Linked DNA regions of Mus musculus: all the other regions are linked to region 3. A link is a contact called in public Hi-C, Micro-C and promoter capture Hi-C data. All regions are on one chromosome and are shown on one strand. The core of a region is the stretch at or near the end of the contact, and the rest is flanking DNA. Distances in the headings are between cores, read along the strand shown. Region 1 overlaps Plcl1 (phospholipase C-like 1). Region 2 overlaps Plcl1 (phospholipase C-like 1). Region 3 holds the start of Plcl1 (phospholipase C-like 1). Region 4 overlaps Rftn2 (raftlin family member 2).

Region 1 (2,774 bases), core at 59-2,558, 190 kb after region 3:
GCATTCTATTCCATTTTCATAACACCACATGCATGTTTTATAGAAATACAGAAGGCAAGGTGGTTATCAAGGTCTTGACTCTCTGGATATTAGCTGTTACACCGTTAGTATTTTTTCTCCAGTAAACATTTATTATTTGTGAAATAATTCATCAGCACTACCAGTTCCATATTTCTGAGAAACACTGGGACAACATTTGAGAACTTAACTCCTCAAGTTACCCTCTATTGAATGCAGGTTCCCTTAAGTCTTAGTTATTCCTCTATTGCTATGATAAAACACCATGACCAAGGCAAGTTATAGTAGGAAAAGCTTATTTGACTCTATAGTTCCAGAGGGGTGAGGCCATCACTATCATATGGGATAGTGGCATATGGCAGCAGGCAGGCACAGCATCAGGAACAGTGGGGACTTCATATTGCACATTAAGAACCATAAGCAGGAAGCAGAGAGAACAAACTGGGAATGGCTCATGGCTTTGAAACTTCAAATCCTATCCCCAGTGGTGCACTTCCTCCAGCAAGATGGGCACACCACCTAAACCTCCCCAAATGGCGCCACCAACTGGGGATGAAGTATGACACATCTTAGCCTTACATAAAAAGAGACATTAGAAATAGTCTTTCAAAAGTTCTCCATTTTTGATCCTGCATTTCTTTCAGACAGGAACAATTCTGAGTCAGAGTTTTTGACAATGGAATGGCAAACCCATCCCTCTACTTGATGCCTTGTCTTTCTACTGGAGGTGGGCTCTACAGGTCCCTCTCTCCACTGTAGGACATTTTATCTAAGGTCCCTCCCCTTGAGTCCTGAGAGTCTCTCACCTCCCAGGTCTCTGGTACATTCTAGAGGGTTCCCCCACCTCCTAGCTCCCGAGGTTGCCCATTTCCATTCCTTCTGCTGGCCCTCAGGGCTTCAGTCCTGTTTCTTCCCCCAATATGTAATCATGTTCCCCTCTTCCCCTCCCTGGCCCCTCAGGGCCCTCCATCCCCCCTTTCTCTGTGATTGTTTTCTTTTCCCTCCCAAGTGGGACTGAGGTGTCTTCATTTGGGCCCTTTGGCTTGTTAACCTTCTAGAGTTCTGTGGATTGTATCCTGGGTATTCTGTATTTTTTTGGCTAATATCCACTTATTACATTTGAGTTATTAAGGAATATATATATCCTCCCCTGGGGTGTTACTTTTTAGTTTGTTTTTACAGAGCTGATATCCTGCTCCCTGTACTTGGCTCCAGTTGATTTATTGACAAGGGGAAATAGCTGATTTAGTTCATGGAAGCATCTTATCTGAAAGTGAACACTTCTTAAGAAAGAAAAAAAGGGCCCATGCTGTAAGATTCCAGAAGACTTGGGAGTTCTGCCTTGAGGGCACATGCTGAGTAATGTGTTTTGAAGGCAGGCTGCCAGGGTTTGACAAAGAAACGCAAGCACAGCTTTTGTTTTGCAATATCTAGAAAACTTGGAACTCTAATTTCTTGGTAGGAACAGTCTTTCCAAGATAAAGACAGTGTGGAGGAATTCTACCTCAAAGAATTACCCATAGCAAGAGAAAAGTTCATGCTAAATGGAAGTTGTGAGTCTTCCCCAGACATTATGACCTTGTTGAATTTCATCGGATGGCTGATGGCCTCATAGAAAATGTCCTTTTAAGGCTAATTTTACAGAAGCTCCTGAACAAGGACAGGATTAAAAAACAAACAAACAAACAAACAAACTAACTAACAAACTATCCTTCACTTTTTTGTGTGTGAGGGGTTCGATTCAGGGTTTCTCTGTGTAGCCCTGGCTGCACTCTGGGCTGGCCTCGAACTCAGAAATCCGCCTGCCTCTGCCTCCCAAGTGCTGGGATTAAAGGCATGCGTCACCATGCCTGGCTGTCCTTCAGTTTTAATTCATTGTTCTTTATCTTTAAAATTATAGATTTATTCTAAGAGTACTTTGAGCTCTTGGTGGAACATACATTACTTTTTTGTGTTCATTTTAGAGGACTTATGTTTACAGAAACTGCTATGATATCTCATGAGTTTTAGATTTTCAAAGTAAAGTATATACTCTTATTTTTGTTTTTACATATTTATATCCTGTGTGGGATTTATCAACAAAGAAGTTTTATAAAATGTCCTCTTCTTACATGGTGTGGAAAGCATTACTGGTGATTTTGTAGCATCAACTAGAAGGTGTCCTTTCAGGTTTTCTATAATGATAGAAGCTTCTTGCTGTCATAGGGTGTGACAATGAACAGAAAGAATCCAACTGACACAGGCTCTTGTCTGTATCCACAAAACAGGGCACACAGCAGTGTTCTTCCTATGGTAGGAGTAAGGGTTTTGGTGAAAGTCTTGTCTTCATATTTTCTTGGTGCTTCCTTACTCTAGGGTGTAGAGAGAATCTCTTATAAACATCACCTGCCAATAAAAAAGCCCATGGCCAATGAGCTGAGGCAGGAAATAGGAGGTAGGACACTAGCAGGAAAAGAGAGGATTCTGGGAAATTGCTGGAGAATAAAAGGATGCACAGGAGAGACAAGAGAGAAGACAGAGATGAGACCAGCAGGTAGGTGGACTGAGGAAGATGCTAAGGAGACACGAAGGAATAAGGGGACTGGAATTGAAGGAGAGATAACTAACCAAGTAGTAGAGATGGAAGTTTAATAGTTAAATAAGTTAAGAGCCAGTCATGGAATGAGCCAAAGCCCATAGCCTAGGCATTTAATAATAACTAATTAGTCTCAGAGACATCATTATGGGGAAGGAAAACCAGATATATTTGCAATGAG
Region 2 (2,700 bases), core at 166-2,665, 210 kb after region 3:
TAACAAAAAGGAACAGGCTGTCAAGCTACAGGAAGCTACAGAGGTAACATGAATGAGTATAGCTAAATAAAAAATGCCAGTTGTATAGTCTACTACCATCATTCCCTAGGGCTTCCACACCAAGACAGCAATGCCTGTGGATTGGCAAAGGGCTCAGAGATAAGCCATGCTACTTCAGAATTCAGTGTTCTGACTTCTGGGGCATGGTGGACCATGCCTCTTATTTGGAAGCACAGTGTGCCAGGTAGGCTGCCTACCAGATCATGCTTGCATTTTCTCCTACAGTCTACATATGGATTAAATTGTAAATATATGATATTCTGGCAAAGACAAAACTTTATAGGCAGTGAAAGGATCTGTGTGCCAGTGTTGAGGTTTGGCAGAGGCAGGGGAATGACCATATGATACGGTAGATAAGCGGTGCCATGACCAAACTCACTGAACTGCACAACAGCAAAGAAGAGCCATGATCTTCAGTTAATTATAATGCCTCAGTAATGTTCAGTCAATATTGATACATCACATGAGTGGGAAGTATTTATAGTAAGCTGGATCCTGGGGGAAAGGAATGTATAGAAACCCTGTTCTTAAAGTGCATTTCTTTTCCTGGAAACTTAAAACTGCTGTAAGGTCAGGTCTATTAATGAAGAAATAATAAGTGTCCCTGTAGATCAGTTATATGCTCAACAACTTTTGCAGAATCATCTTGGTAAGCATGTTCCTTTGAGGCTTACATAATACAATTACAAGAAAGAAAAACAACCCTCCTTCCAGAAAGAAATAATCAGCTGAACAAATCGGTAGTTATCAGAATGCAGGCTGTGGTACATCCTGTTTTTCTAGCCCCACTTACTAGTGAAACAACCCAAATTGCACAGAAAAGGAGACTTAATTGATTCCATGGCTGCACTGAAGTGTTTAGAATTGTTAAGGCACGAGAGGAAAGTCTATGCCTGCTGCACTGGTGTTTGTAAGAGTCTTGAGTCAGGTGAGGAGGTAGAGAGGAGAGAGGCCGGAGGGAGAGGCCATGCTATATTCAGTTACAGAACTGGGCTCAGTTGTGGAACATGCTCAGTGTAGTTTTTGTACTCAACTGAATGTCAAGTACCCATTCCATTTGGCATTGTAGCGTTGCTGTGGCGAGAGCAGCCAGGAACAGGAAGACCAGCTTCCCCCCTTCTCTGAAGATATCCTATGTGCTCCAGTGGTCACTCCCACCCCTAACCCATTCTCACTCTTCAGCGGAAAGCCCAAGGACTGCTGAGTGGCTTCCTGTGATCTGCTGGGGCCAGCCAGTAGTCATCAGAAGTGACAGGTGACAAAGCCGTTCTCAACAACCCTCAGCTCCACTACCCTCCAGGGCTGAAGCCGTGCAGCAGCAAGTGTCATTTGTGAGAGGAGCTTGTTCTAGACTCTGGAGGGCCTCCAGGGTCACTCCCAAGAGAGCCTTCTGCACTGCTCACCCACAGAGCCAGATGGCACTGCCAACAGTGCAGCGACTTGGCTCAGTCCCTTGTCTGTGTGAAGGGACTACTTGCTTTCTGGTATTTCATTAGGCTGGAACCACAAGTGATGCCTTTCAGGTTTAGAAGGCAGGGCAGCTCATGACCTTTCTCTTCCATTTCATAAACCCCTGGAGTGGAGACATTAGAGAAATAAATAGAAAGAAAGCCCTGAACACTGCCTTAGGACACTTCAGGAGGTACAAGTAGGGTCCTCCTGTTCCCCAAAGGGCAGTTCCTTTAACTCCATATTTAATAATTCTTTGAGCAACATTGTTAGACTAAGGGTTATTGTCTCATTACAATATAAACACTTCCTCAGTATTCCTCCATAGCCTTTGTGGTGGGTAAGTTGCTAAGAGTCTCTGAACAAGTGGGAGCAAAAGCAAGGGTTTGGTGGCCTGATTTTGGTAAAGGAGTCAATGTTGTGGATTTGGTTTAATGCTACTTATGTTAACTGGGTCCCCCAAATTACACAAAATCCACATGCCTGCACATAAGACACTGAGGGACCCTGCCCCCAGTTGGTTTTGATTGGTAAATAAAGCTGGTGGTGGTTAATGGCTGGGCAGAGAGACAAAGGTGGGCTTTTAGTCCCAGTCAAGGGACTGAGGAAGGAGCAGGAGCGGGTAGAGCTGCAATGCCAGGAAAGGAGTAAAGATGAGGCCTGAGGGGTGCAGAAGAGAGAGCACAGCAATCTCACACAATTTGGGATCATGGCTCAGGAGGGCTGCAGGTCTGGGACCATGGCAGCAAAGATGGAATATAGATTTTAGTAAGTAATAACTCAGGACTATCTGAGGGGAGTGTGTTAGCTGCATGATGCTTAAGAAGTGGCTCGGCCTTTGAGTTATTTAGGGCATATTAAAATATAAGGCTGTGTCTTTCCTTTGGAACCCAGAACGTCGTCGGGGTGGAAGTGAGGAATGCTCACCACTGCAGCAGCTGGGTTTGAATAGAGGTAATTTGGCAACTACAGCAGGTGGGTGGCCTGATTTTGGTAAGGTGCTCCGCCCTTCCGTAAGGACTTGCAGCTACAGAGATATGTGCTTAGCTGGGAATTGTAAAAGGAAAAAAAGCAAAGACTCATGAAACTAGTGGTGTTCTGCTCTTCTTTTTAGTGGGCCGAAGATTGGAAAGGCATCTCTGTCATAGAATTATTTACTTCACAAAAGACTTTCCCGTTTGATTCAGTGTT
Region 3 (2,700 bases), core at 168-2,667:
TTGTAGTTCTCAACATCTCACTAGAGGGCAGTGTTGCTTCTAAAACCAGAGCTGGCCTCTCATCTAGAGGACACTCATTTCTGGGTTGCACGTATATTTAAAGAAAAGGTAAAGTCAAGTCTTTCCAGTCTTCCCTAGGAGATGGTAAATGTCAAATGTGAATTCTCCCAAGAGCCCCATCCAATTTTGACTGGTTGTAGCCCCAGGGGAGCCAGATAAAAAAAGTGAAGAGAGCTTGGAAGGAACTGGGTAGCAGATCTGATTTTAGTGTCTGTACTAACCAGTCAGTAGACAAGGTCCTTGGGCTTTCATTTCCTCTGTTAAATAAAAGAGCTGCCCTAGATGACTCCTAACACCCCAGCTCATCCTTAAAATGCTAGAATTTTAATAAATTTCTGGCCCTGAAGGGCTGAAAAATTTCTTGGTGCTATTGGCCACGTAAGGAAGAAGTAAAATCTTGAATTATGAAATAATTAGTAATTTAAATGCATTTAATGATCTAAGTGAGATTCAGTACGTCGTCCAACTCTCCAGGGACCTTAGAGCCATTGTCTACATTTGCTCATGGTGTGATTAATGCTACCGAATCCCTGCTCTCCTCTTGGTTACTAGCTTGGTGGAAGGAGCAAAATGTAATGATTTAGAATTATATGTAGAAAGGAGGCTGGACCCTCGTCGAGAACGGTTTAGGGTAGAGACTAAACCTGCCAATGACCTTGTCGCTATGTGGCTTCCATCATCTCTGTGTTTCATTCGGCGGCGTTCCCAGGGTTTTCGTTGCTCTGCTTCCTCTTACCCTACCTACCCCTTAAACCCAACTCCTTGTTGTATTGACTCAGATTACTGAGTGAATGTAGAATCCGCTCATAGAACCCGAGACAAACTGTGGAACTCCAGGGTCCTAGTGCGTGGACTTCACTTCTAAGGATTGGCAGGAGAGCCAGTGATTGACCCTTGGCTGTGCCAAGTGTCACTACTACACCCCTCCAAACACTCTAACCTTCTCGCTCAACATCTTCTTTATTCCAGATTTGCTGTTTTGCAGTGTTTCCTCCGTCATCTCACTGCCGCCCGCAAACCACCCCACCCGCGTCCCATTTCTTGAACCTTCAGGCCGCTTTCGTCTCCTTTCTAAACTTCCTAAAATGTACTCTGAGTGCCTGTGGGTGCGCACACTGGCGCGCGCATCCTCGCCTAGTACCGGGGCCAGCTGGGCTGGGCAGGCTCCGAGCAACAGAACACATTCCATTCTTCGCGCTCGGGCACACCCCTCCGCGGTGAGGATTGGTCGGCCCGAACCCCCTCGGTGAGCCTCGGCTCCTGAGAGGCCGGGGAGCCTGCCAATCCCCACGGGCTGTCAAAACAAGTCTTCCCTCCCTGTCACAGGCGAGCGGAGTGGAGGCCGCCCCGCCGCCGCACTTCCTGGGGCCGCCGTGCTGCGGTCGGCGGGCAGGTGGCTGGTGGCCGATCCGCAGTCGCCGCTCCGGCCGCGCACGTCCCGGCTCCGAGGCTCCTGGCTCCGGCGCCCACTGCCTTTTGTCTGCACAGAGCCGGCGCTCGCCTCGCGTCTCCAGTACCTCCCGCTGCTTTTCGCCTGCTTCTCCCTCCCGCTCACATCTTCTCCCCGCCCCCGCCGCCCGTCCGCGCCGGCCCGCTGACCTCCTGGACCACAGCCCGAGGACGCCTCTGCCGGAGCGATGTCTCCTTTCTACAAAGTTGTGGCTGCCACTGCAGCGGCCGTGGCGCGCTAAAACAAAGTCTAGCGGGGTTTCCTTCTGGTGCCTGAGCGCACCCGTGCCCGGGGCTGGACGCCGCTGGCGGTCGTGCTGTCTCGCCGGGAGCCTAAAACGTGCTTGGCTATGGCTGAGGGCGCGGCTAGCAGGGAGGCTCCGGCGCCTCTCGACGTTGCCGGGGGCGAAGACGACCCCCGAGCCGGCGCCGACGCTGCCTCAGGGGACGCCCCACCCCCGGCCTTGGGGGGCCGGATGAGGGACCGTCGCAGTGGGGTCGCGCTGCCGGGCGCTGCGGGGGTCCCCGCGGATAGCGAGGCCGGCCTCCTGGAGGCTGCACGAGCGACCCCCCGGCGTAGCAGCATCATCAAGGTAAGCGGAGCAGCAGCGGCCCAGAGCCTGGTATGGGTGCCGGGTGGGTAGGGGACATCCCCCCTCCAGCCCCTGGGCAGGATGTTCATTGCCCTAGGCGTCGCAGGCTGGGCATTGTTTTCTCCCACCTCCTTCATCGCCAAACCTTCCTGCCTAGTCCGGAGGTTCCCAGAATCAGCTGTTGGCCTTGAGAAGCAGAAGTGACTTCCTCTCTGACAGCGGAGGAAAAGTTCTCTGCGCTTCTGCGGTTTGATGGATGCTTTCCCTCATTTTCTCACTAACCGGTGGATGGGAGGAGGAAGGGTGAACTTGGGATAAATGCAGAGACCTGCGGGCTGGCTGTGCATTCTCCAGCGGAGAGCTAGCTTTCCCGAACAGCAAAGGCAAAGCACAGCTTACTTTTAATTGTGTGTGGGAAATCTCCCCCATACAGAAATGGTTCTGAAATCCTGAAACGCCTGAACTTTGCAGATAGGCAGGCAGAGTTTGCAGCGGACGCTGCAGCATAGAAAGGATGAAGGAAGAGCTTAGAGGTTTTGCGCTGCAGAAAACACACATCCGGGAAAACGTTCCCAGACTCCCCTAGCACCCCCAGAGG
Region 4 (2,784 bases), core at 3-2,502, 210 kb before region 3:
TTTTTTTTTTTTTTAAACTTCCATTTAGGGCAGAGGCAGAACGCAGCAGAGAATGCACTTAAAAAAAAAAAAAAAGATAGTTTGGGGCTGGTGAGATGGTTCAGCCTGTAAGAGCACTGAATGTTCTTCTAAAGGTCCTGAGTTCAAATCCCAGCGACCACATGGTGGCTCACAACCACCTGTAATGAGATCTGACGCCCTCTTCTGGTACATCTGAAGTCAGCTACAGTGTACTTATGTATAATAATAAATAAATCTTTGGGCTGGAGCGAGCATGGACTGAGCAAGTGGGGCCAACCGGAGCAAGCAGAGGTCCTAAAAATTCAATTCCCAACAATCACATAAAGGCTCACAACCATCTGTACAGCTACTGTGTACTCACATACATAAAATAAATAAATAAACCTTTAAAAAAATAAAAATAGTTCGTAGAAGCCCAGTAAAGTATAATTTACAGTTGGAGCTGGTTTCTACTTGTATTATCTGTCCATTATCTTTGACCGGCCCCCACCAGAGCACCACAGACACTAGTTAATTAGAGCTGAGAAATAGAGCTGCTTATTTCAAGACTTTTTTAAGAATCCCGGGGATGTGAACTTTAAACTAATTTAACATTGCAGTAGTTACATAGTTACAGCCTGCCCCTCTGCTTCCTTCGGAACTTTACAGTGTGAAAACCACTTTTTCTGACTTCAATGCTGGAAGATATGTACTTGTAACTTTTTCTTTCTTTTGGAGACAGAGTAGCCTGGAGCTTCCTAAACTATGCTGGCCTCAGAATCAGAGATCCGTCTCTGGGATAAAAGGCATGTGCTACCTAGCATAAATATAAGTTTTACATTTAAAAAAATTTACATGTATCTATTTATCTATCCATCTACCTATCTTCCCATCTATCTACCTACCAGTGTGTGTGTTGTGGAGGTTCTAAGACAACTCCGGGAAGCCAAGTTCTCTTCTAAAAGCCTTGTGTGGATCCCAGCCAACAGGCATGGCTGCAAAAACCTTAACTCAGGGAACCACCCCACTGACCCATTTCTAAACCCTGTGGTTTAAAAGAAAGCAAGTACAACCCAAACTACACAGAGATGAAAGCGAGGCTCATTGTAATGTAATATTGTTAGTGAATTTCAAAGAAACTATGTTGTACAAAGGAAGCCAGATATACAAAAGACTACAAACAATCTGGCTGTGGGGGGTAGCTAATGCCTGTGTGGCTAAGGAGGAAGGATTTTGCTGAGTTCAAGGCTTATCTGGACTAGAGAATAAGACTCCAGGTGGCTCTCTCGGTGCTCACACTAGGGCAGCAGCTCTGGGAGTAGCAGCAAGGACGAGTTGCAGGGAAGGCTGTGGGGCTGTGATAAATGGGTACTTACCTCCAGATAATGGGGGAGGAGTCACTGCAGACACCCCCCACCCACACCCACACACACACTGCTGGGCTTACAGCGTTGGCCCTTCATATGGCAAACCCCAGAGCTTCCCAGCCAATGAGCCCATGCCCACTATGGGGGTGGGGGTGGGGGTGGGGTGGGGGTGGGCATGGATGGAGGCAGGATGACCAGGTTTCAAGTGTGTCAAAATTCATGGTGCTGCACATGATCAGAAGCTCTGGCCTGACACACTGTTCTCTCTCTCCCTCTCCCCCTCCCCTTGCCCCTCTTCCGTTCCCCTCCTCCCTCCCCACCCAACCCTTTTCCTGGATACTAACACTAGCCAAATGCATTTCTTACTTCTGTGTAGGAAAGCCTTAGCAAGCATAGGTTTCTTTAATGTAAATGTTTTGTTTTTTGTTTGTTTGTTTTGTTTTCCCATACAAGATTTCTTTGTGAAGCCCTGGCTGACTTGGAACTAGCTTTGTAGATCAGGCTGGCCTCAAGCTCACAGCGATCTACATGTCCCTGCCTCCTGAGTGCTGAGATTAAGGTGTGTGCACTACTGTCACCACCACCTGGTAAAAATAGTTTTTTTTTTTTTAATGAGTTTCCTTGATTATGGTGTTTTGTCATCACAAAGTAACTAAACATCAGCCTCTCTACTCTCGCCATTTATGGTCCATGTCCCAAAATGGGGCTAGAGAGGTCCTTTAAAAATGCAAATCAGATCAATGACTCCTTATTAAAATCTTCAACTAATGAAATGAAATAACTATTCTGCATGATGGTTAAGATCACATACTCTGCTTAGGGAGACTTGCAGACAAGCCTGGGATCTGATTTTAATCCCTAAAACTCACATTGTGGAAGGAGAGAACTGATCAGCGTCTCATGTGCTGTCCTTTGACTGCCACATGTGTACAGTGGCGAGCACACACCACACACTTCCACAGAATTAACTAGTGAATTGGATTGATTAGTTAATTAACAAATGAAAAATGAGCATACATTCTACCTTGTAGAGAGAATCTCTTATAATGATCACCTATCAATAAACAAGCTATTGGCCAATGAGCTGAGGCAGGAAATAGAAGGTGGGACACTGGCAGGAAGAGAGAGGATTCTGGGAAATAATAAGAGATAAAAGAGAGACTGGGGAGAGCTGAGGGAGATGAGAGGGGAGCTGGCTAAGGAGATGAACTCAGGGCAATGCTAAGGGACACACTGAGGAGACGAGAGGGCCAGGACTGAAGGAGAGGTAACTCACCAAGTGAAGGAGAGGTAACTAACCAAGTGAAGGAGAGGTAACTAACCAAGTGAAGGAGAGGTAACTAACCAAGTGACAGACAGAATAGTTTACATGGGTTAGAGAAGTTACCAGGTAGTTAGGGAATGAGCCAACGCTTAT

Evidence for each region. Promoter capture Hi-C pulls out the DNA fragments that hold promoters and counts their contacts. A called contact is a pair of places that touch in the nucleus more often than the background predicts.
Region 1: a contact with region 3 is called in a Hi-C map of bone marrow-derived macrophages, with 4 times the contacts expected there. The contact joins the enhancer-like site here to the promoter of Plcl1 in region 3. A contact is called at or near these places in 11 of 39 promoter capture datasets (the 3T3-L1 cell line, the C10 cell line, cranial neural crest and 7 more), 1 of 15 datasets of contacts at CTCF or cohesin (pro-B cells), 23 of 484 Hi-C or Micro-C datasets (the HL-1 cell line, adipose-derived mesenchymal stem cells, bone marrow-derived macrophages and 13 more), 12 of 115 datasets of contacts at active chromatin or transcription factors (SST interneurons, astrocytes, embryonic forebrain and 9 more) and 4 of 9 other capture datasets (adipose tissue, embryonic stem cells, macrophages and 1 more).
Region 2: a contact with region 3 is called in a promoter capture Hi-C map of the HPC-7 cell line, with 4 times the contacts expected there. The contact joins the enhancer-like site here to the promoter of Plcl1 in region 3. A contact is called at or near these places in 8 of 39 promoter capture datasets (3T3-L1-derived adipocytes, the HPC-7 cell line, HPC-7-derived erythroid cells and 3 more), 7 of 484 Hi-C or Micro-C datasets (cortical neurons, embryonic stem cells, group 2 innate lymphoid cells and 3 more), 10 of 115 datasets of contacts at active chromatin or transcription factors (the SCID.adh cell line, astrocytes, bone marrow-derived macrophages and 5 more) and 2 of 9 other capture datasets (embryonic stem cells and macrophages).
Region 4: a Micro-C map of embryonic stem cells shows a contact between it and region 3, with 2.0 times the contacts expected there. The contact joins the enhancer-like site here to the promoter of Plcl1 in region 3. A contact is called at or near these places in 4 of 484 Hi-C or Micro-C datasets (2-cell-like embryonic stem cells, cerebral cortex, embryonic stem cells and 1 more), 2 of 115 datasets of contacts at active chromatin or transcription factors (epiblast stem cells and large pre-B cells) and 4 of 9 other capture datasets (adipose tissue, embryonic stem cells, liver and 1 more).

The regions. Positions count from the first base shown.
Region 1 is chr1:55,599,328-55,602,101 of GRCm38.p6, forward strand. The region is part of intron 1 of Plcl1 (phospholipase C-like 1); the gene reads left to right. Among named protein-coding and RNA genes, the nearest start is that of Gm39642, 88 kb to the left of the region's middle. Within about 2 kb of position 1,309, at least 7 of the 459 cell types and tissues checked have an H3K27ac peak or open chromatin away from gene starts, as enhancers often do.
Region 2 is chr1:55,617,661-55,620,360 of GRCm38.p6, forward strand. The region is part of intron 1 of Plcl1 (phospholipase C-like 1); the gene reads left to right. Among named protein-coding and RNA genes, the nearest start is that of Gm39642, 110 kb to the left of the region's middle. Within about 2 kb of position 1,416, at least 55 of the 459 cell types and tissues checked have an H3K27ac peak or open chromatin away from gene starts, as enhancers often do. A contact at or near this core is called in the HPC-7 cell line, astrocytes, group 2 innate lymphoid cells and 4 more, where this site is marked.
Region 3 is chr1:55,404,529-55,407,228 of GRCm38.p6, forward strand. Plcl1 (phospholipase C-like 1) reads left to right here and starts at 1,418. Exons shown (of 6, transcript NM_001114663.1): 1 at 1,418-2,102. The coding sequence starts at 1,860. It also overlaps the pseudogene Gm8531.
Region 4 is chr1:55,197,674-55,200,457 of GRCm38.p6, forward strand. The region is part of intron 5 of Rftn2 (raftlin family member 2); the gene reads right to left. Among named protein-coding and RNA genes, the nearest start is that of Gm51743, 2.9 kb to the right of the region's middle. Within about 2 kb of position 1,253, at least 14 of the 459 cell types and tissues checked have an H3K27ac peak or open chromatin away from gene starts, as enhancers often do. A contact at or near this core is called in embryonic stem cells and epiblast stem cells, where this site is marked.